Regions from separate parts of the Mus musculus genome. Here region 2 is linked to region 1. A link is a contact called in public promoter capture Hi-C data. All regions are on one chromosome and are shown on one strand. The core of a region is the stretch at or near the end of the contact, and the rest is flanking DNA. Distances in the headings are between cores, read along the strand shown. Region 1 holds the start of Prcc (papillary renal cell carcinoma (translocation-associated)). Region 2 holds the start of Ssr2 (signal sequence receptor, beta).

The links. Capture Hi-C pulls out chosen DNA fragments and counts their contacts.
Region 2: a contact with region 1 is called in a promoter capture Hi-C map of liver. The contact joins the promoter of Ssr2 here to the promoter of Prcc in region 1. A contact is called at or near these places in 1 of 39 promoter capture datasets (liver) and 1 of 9 other capture datasets (liver).

The regions. Positions count from the first base shown.
Region 1 is chr3:87,883,936-87,886,889 of GRCm38.p6, reverse strand. It overlaps Prcc (papillary renal cell carcinoma (translocation-associated)), which reads left to right and starts at 1,328. Exons shown (of 7, transcript NM_033573.2): 1 at 1,328-2,015. The coding sequence starts at 1,548.
Region 2 is chr3:88,578,288-88,581,211 of GRCm38.p6, reverse strand. Ssr2 (signal sequence receptor, beta) reads right to left here and starts at 1,604. Exons shown (of 6, transcript NM_001356317.1): 1 at 1,526-1,604; 2 at 1,178-1,332; 3 at 140-238. The coding sequence starts at 1,332.

The DNA of each region.
Region 1 (2,954 bases), core at 79-2,578:
CCTCCTCCCTGCCAAACTCTAGCAGCTCTTTCGTTGTTGGCTGACCTCAAAGGTTTTCTGCTCTTAGGAGCAGGGAGGTACCCACAGAGAGATGGGTTCATGTATAAAGGACATGGCAAGTAGAGGGCCCTCAGTTAGAGGGTGACAGAAGTGATCCAGAATCACAGGGAGCCAGGGAAGAGCAGTTGCACAGCACGTCATCATAGACGGGCAGTATGTGAAAAAGCCTGCAGTAAAAGTGGGTGGATATGAGGGCCATACGCAAAGGCCGAGAAGACAGCACATCCAGCCAAGAAATGAATGCCAAAGACACATGCACTGTAGGGTGGGCACAGGTGATCAACCCCTAAGAACTTGGAAGTGTACCGGGCCATAGTCTGTCCTTTTACTGAGGTAAAGTGATTAATCTCCAATTCTCCAATACCTTGCCCTAGTTTCCCGTGCTTCTCACTAGTTGCTGAGGAAGGAGCCCAAGTCCCCACACTCATGGGGATAGCGTTCATGGGAGGTGTGTACTGTTACTAGATGTATACTGGTGTATTCATTGGTTAAGAGCACTGACTCTTTTTTTTTTTTTTTTTTTTTTTTTTTTTTTTTTTTTTCTGTGAGACAGAGACAGGATTTTCTGTGTCACCTTGGCTGTCCTGGACCTCACTTCATAGTCTAGGCTGGCCTCGAACTCACAGATCTCCGCCCGCGTCTGACTTCCTAGTGCTGGGATTCAAGGTGCATGACACCACCCTTGCCATGCTCTCAGATGCCTGCGGCCTCGTTTTCTTTCTGGCTTCGCAATCTTAATTTTATAACGTACCCTAGAGCTTTGTCTTTTCTTGGGGTGCTTTGTTCTAACACCCAGGTCGACTCGGAAGCATCACTGTTTTATTTACAGGTAACTTTCCCTTTAAGCTATTTACTTTCCCAGACTTCATCACTTTCCCGACAACACTTGCAGTTTCTAAGGGTACCACAGCTCCCATAATCCTTAGCTGCTCTGAGGAACTTCAAGTACCGAAATGCTCTAAATGCTTACGTGCTACCGCGCTGATCCATGGGGCTTGTAGTAACATAGGACTTGAAAGGACACACAACAACAAACAAACAAACAAACTACGAATCCCAGGAATCACTGCATCAGAGGAAGCTTTCGCTCAGTCTTTCTGCGCACCCTTTACGCCACCTTTAGACTGCAATTCCCGCCATGCTTTGCACTGAGTTCCCGGAGGTAGAGAATGGGGTTGTTGCTAAAGTCTTCTCTGGGAATTGTAGTTCTTAAGTCTGTGAGGTGAGTAGTAGGCGGAGTGACTCGGCGGCCATTAGGTGTGTGTAGTTGCTTGGTGCTAGGAGCTTAAGTGTAGCGGGAATTCTTACTCGGTGGAAATCAACCCTAGCCATGGGTTCCTGCCGGGGATAGTTCTAGAGCACGGAGCAGGAGGCGCTTTTCGGTTCCCCGCCTTGCCCGCTGGTAGGGCCTACTAGGCCGCCGGGACATCCCGGGTCTCAAGTAGGCCTAGTCTGCCAGCAAGGGCGTCCCAAAGGCGGGAGGCGCCATGTCTCTGGTTGCTTATGCCAGCAGCGACGATAGTGAGCCGGATGAGCCGGAGCCGGAGCCGGAGCCGGAGGAAGAGGATGTGGCGGCTCCTATGCCAGGGCCCACTTTAGGAGGCCTGTTCGCTTCTCTTCCTGCACCCAAAGGCCCGGCCTTGCTGCCCCCGCCCCCCCAGATGCTGGCCCCAGCCTTCCCCCCGCCGCTCCTGCTGCCCCCGCCCACCGGAGACCCCAGACTGCAGCCGCCTCCGCCGCTGCCCTTTGGCCTGGGCGGCTTCCCGCCACCTGCAGGAGTGAGCCCTGCTGAAGCTGCGGGAGTTGGAGAGGGGCTGGGGCTGCCATCGCCTCAAGGCCCTGGGCTCAGTCTGCCCCCAGCTGTGGGCGGTGTCGGACCCCCCTTGGGCCTTCCCAAGCCAAAGAAGAGAACCGAACCGGTTAGGATAGCGGCGCCGGAGCTGCAGAAGGGCGATGTGAGTATGGAGGGGGGGGGCACCTCAAGTCCCATTGGGCTGGAGTTTAGGGGTAGGAGGGACTTGTAACCATAATGGAGCTCGACAAACGCATCCGTTGACTCCGAGCCGCTGGAATCCTCTTAGAAGGCGGTTAAATTCACCTGAACTTGCCTGCTTTGGGGAGTTAGGGTATTGGCCATGAGGCATTCTGGAACCTGGGACTTCCTTGCAGAAAGGGATGCGTGGTATCCTTGGTACTGACAGGCTTAAGGCGCATGCATGGAGACAATTCTTTCCCTTTCAGCATCTTTATCTCAGTTGGCTTCTCTTCCCATATTGAGGGCAGGTTAAAAGTGGCGCCTGAAGTGACAGCTGGTGGGACTAAAGTGCTCCTGTTGAACATCCAGGACCAGCCTTATCCTTTGCCCCATCTCTAAAATAAGAAGGCTGGAAGGAGGTAAAGGACATGAGTGGAGTTAGAGAAGAGATGGAATGTTTACTTATTTTGACATGGTTCTAGTATTGTAACCCAGGCTTTTCTTGAATCACTGTGTAGCTCAGCTTGGGCTTCAACTTGTGATCCTCTTGTCTCAGAGTCCAAGTGCTGGATTAAAAAGTGTATTACACTATCCCTGGTATAAGAAATTGAGTATTGCCTCTCCCTCACCCCCACACACAATGGGAGTTGGACTTGTAGCCTCCCTCACACATAGTAGGTAAATGCTCTTCCACTGAGCTACAAAACCCAGCCCTGTTTCCATTGTTTATTTTGAGGAATGGTTTTTCTAGATTGTCTAGACTGACTTGAATTTTAGATTGTTCTGCTTCAGTCTCCCCTGTAGCTGGGATTACAACCTATAGAAGCAGGATTTGGTAGTCCAGGCTGGCTTCAACTTTAGTAGCTAAGATTGTCCTTAAACTCCAGATTCTCCTCCATCTCCTTCCTGAGTGCTGGGA
Region 2 (2,924 bases), core at 355-2,854, 690 kb before region 1:
ACTCACTCAGCTGATACTTCATCCTCCCCAGATATATGACAAGAAACAGACCACACATCCAGTCTGTTTGCAGCCCCCTTGATGTTTTCCAGGCAATGTTCCTCCCCCAGCCCTCACCACCCATTAAAAAAAAGGATACGGGGCAATCCGGTCCCATTTGACATTGAGCATACCGGAGACAATGCCGAAGTCTTCTGGAGGGAAGGAATCGTCAGATAATTCCACATCTAATGCAGCGCTGGAAAGCAGAGGAAATAAAGAGTGAGGGACAGGGCTGGCGAGATGGCTCAGCAGTTAAGAGCTCCGACTGCTCTGCCGAAGGTCCTGAGTTCAAATCCCAGCAACCACATGGTAGCTCACAACCATCTGTAATGAAATCTGATGCCCTCTTCTGGAGTGTCTGAAGACAGCTATAGTGTACTTACATATAGTAAATAAGAGTGAGGGACATAAAACTAAGGGAACTGACTGGAAAATCCACCTGCTGGTCAAAAGAAACCCCCATAGTAAGTTGGGCCTGTTTTGAAGAATCCAGATCAAGGCCTGGATTCTGTTGCTCAGAAGTGAATTGCCAAAGGTAATCTTGCTCTAATTCTAGACAGGGGAAGTAAGATATAAATGGAAAAATATATAAAAGGAAAGAACAACAAAAAAGTGCTCATAGGAGCCAGCAGTGGTGGCCCATGCCTTTAATCCCAGCACTCGGGAAGCAGTGTGAGAGACAGACAGATGTCTGTGAGTTTGAGGCCAGCCTGGTCTAAGAGTGGACTCTTCGACAGCCAGTTAAGAAACTCGGCCTTGAAAAACAACAAACAACAAAAAAAGTGATTGTAAGTGAAAGAAGAAAGCTGGGAGTCCGCACCCGAGGTAAGAGGACAGATGTACACTCTGTGTCTGCATTTCCTTTTTCACAAGCTGAATTTATCCCTGCCTTTGAAAGCCTTCTGAGACCCCAAAGTGGTTTCTTGTAATTCACCTAAGGATGTCTTCACCTTCAAAAAGCACCCGACAAAGGTAAGCCCTCTAGTATATTCATTCATTCATTCATTCACTCACTCACACACTGCACTCGATACTGGAGGACTCCAAAAGAGAATTCACTCCCCAACAAAACGTTCTCTATGCCCACGTGGAAACTCGGAATTCAGAAGGAAGCTGGCGAACTCTAGGCCGTTACCTGGAGCCGACGTTGTAGATGTTATACTGCAGGGTCAGGTCCCTCCCTTCCACAGCGTATCTGTTGAGCAATGATTTGGAGGCCAAAAGCCTGGCTCCTTCTTCTGCTTGACTGACGGCTAACAGAGCCAACACCACAACCGCCAGCAGCCTCATCTTTGGAAAAAAGCAAAGTGAGCAATCGACCCAAGCATGGGAAACACTGCCAGCCAGGCAGCCTGTGCGGCGCCACACTCCAGCCCCGCCGCCAGGTCCGCAGCCGCGAGCCCAAGCCACAGCAGTGTGTACCGCGCTGCCGGCCAGGCGGGGTCAGCGGGGACCCCAGCGCTCTTGCGTCTCCCAGACTCACCGTGAGCACCCCAAACGCCTCCCTGGGCCACAGACAACCGGAAAACAACGTCAGCCTCCGAAAGACCGGAAACGGATCTGACCGGAAACCCTGATGTCCCTTCCTGTGCCTTATGGATGTTGTAGTTCTGAAACAAGCCCCACCTTCCCCTTTATGGCGGCTGATACCCCAAAGGAGTTGAGTTACCTAGAGTCCTTGACTCTTTCCTGTGTGTCCTCCAATTTCTTCTCATTAATGCTTACCCCATGGAAAACCCCTCTGTTTAAACTAAAACGAAATAAGCTGCATAGGCACAATTTCAAAGTTCAAAGAGTCGCCGACTTTGTTTTAAGGCTGAAGTAGCTGATATAGCCTTTCCTTGAATTCTTAGATTTCCAAGCTGCTAGTCACTGCCTTATGTAATTAGCACTTTATAGAGACTTCAGACAACTAGTAAACAGGGCCAGAGAGACCCCTCGGCAGGTAAAGGCACTTGCCACCATGCCTGCCCACCTGAGTTTGAATCCTTGGACCCATTTAATAGGGCACCGACAAGTTCTCCTCTGAACTCTACATGTGCACACACACATGTGCATAAACACATGAACATGTAAACATGCTTATAGCACATGTGCAGGAGAGTTCTTCCACATCCCTTCTGTAGCACTCTTACATCCAGGATGGGTTTACTCTGCACCTGCTCTGTGCTCTGGCACTACTATAGATGCTGGTGGGGTGATGAGAGAACCTTCTCCCACTGCGCCTGGCTCTCCTGGGACAGACACCCTATGCTTCTTTTTTTTCTTCTTTTTTTGAGACTGGCCTAGAACTCACAAGAGATCCCTTGGCTTCTATTGTCTAAGTGAAACTAGGATTAAAGGCATGTGTCACCATGCCTGTTGTGTTTATAAAAAGATAAGGAGAGGAAATGTGTTTGGTGGATGTGTGGTAAGGTGTGGGGTTAGGGAATGCCACCGCGGGCTCATGCTGAGGCATCCCTTCCCCCCACCCCCAGGGACTAGCCACAGGACAGTATAGTATAGAATAGTTTATTCAGGGCATGGGAAGAGGAGCTGAGAGTTAGGAGAGAGAGAGAGAGAGGGAGAAGTAGAGGCTGGCCATCAGCTCATGGAAAGAAAGAGTGGAGAGAGAGAGAGAGAAAGAGAGAGACAGAGACAGAGAGAGAGAGAAAGAGAGAGAGAGAGGAGGGGCAAGCAGCCCCTTTTATAGTGAGTCAGGCACACCTGGCTGTTGCCAGGTAACTGTGGGGTGGAGCTTAAACAAAATGCTAACAATGCCTAACCCTTTGATTGACCTACCCCCCATTTTTTGTGGGGAGGGGGTTCTTTATATACCTGAACTCTATGTAGATCAGGCTGGTCTTGAACTCTGAGATCCACTTGCTTCTGCCTTCTGGTGC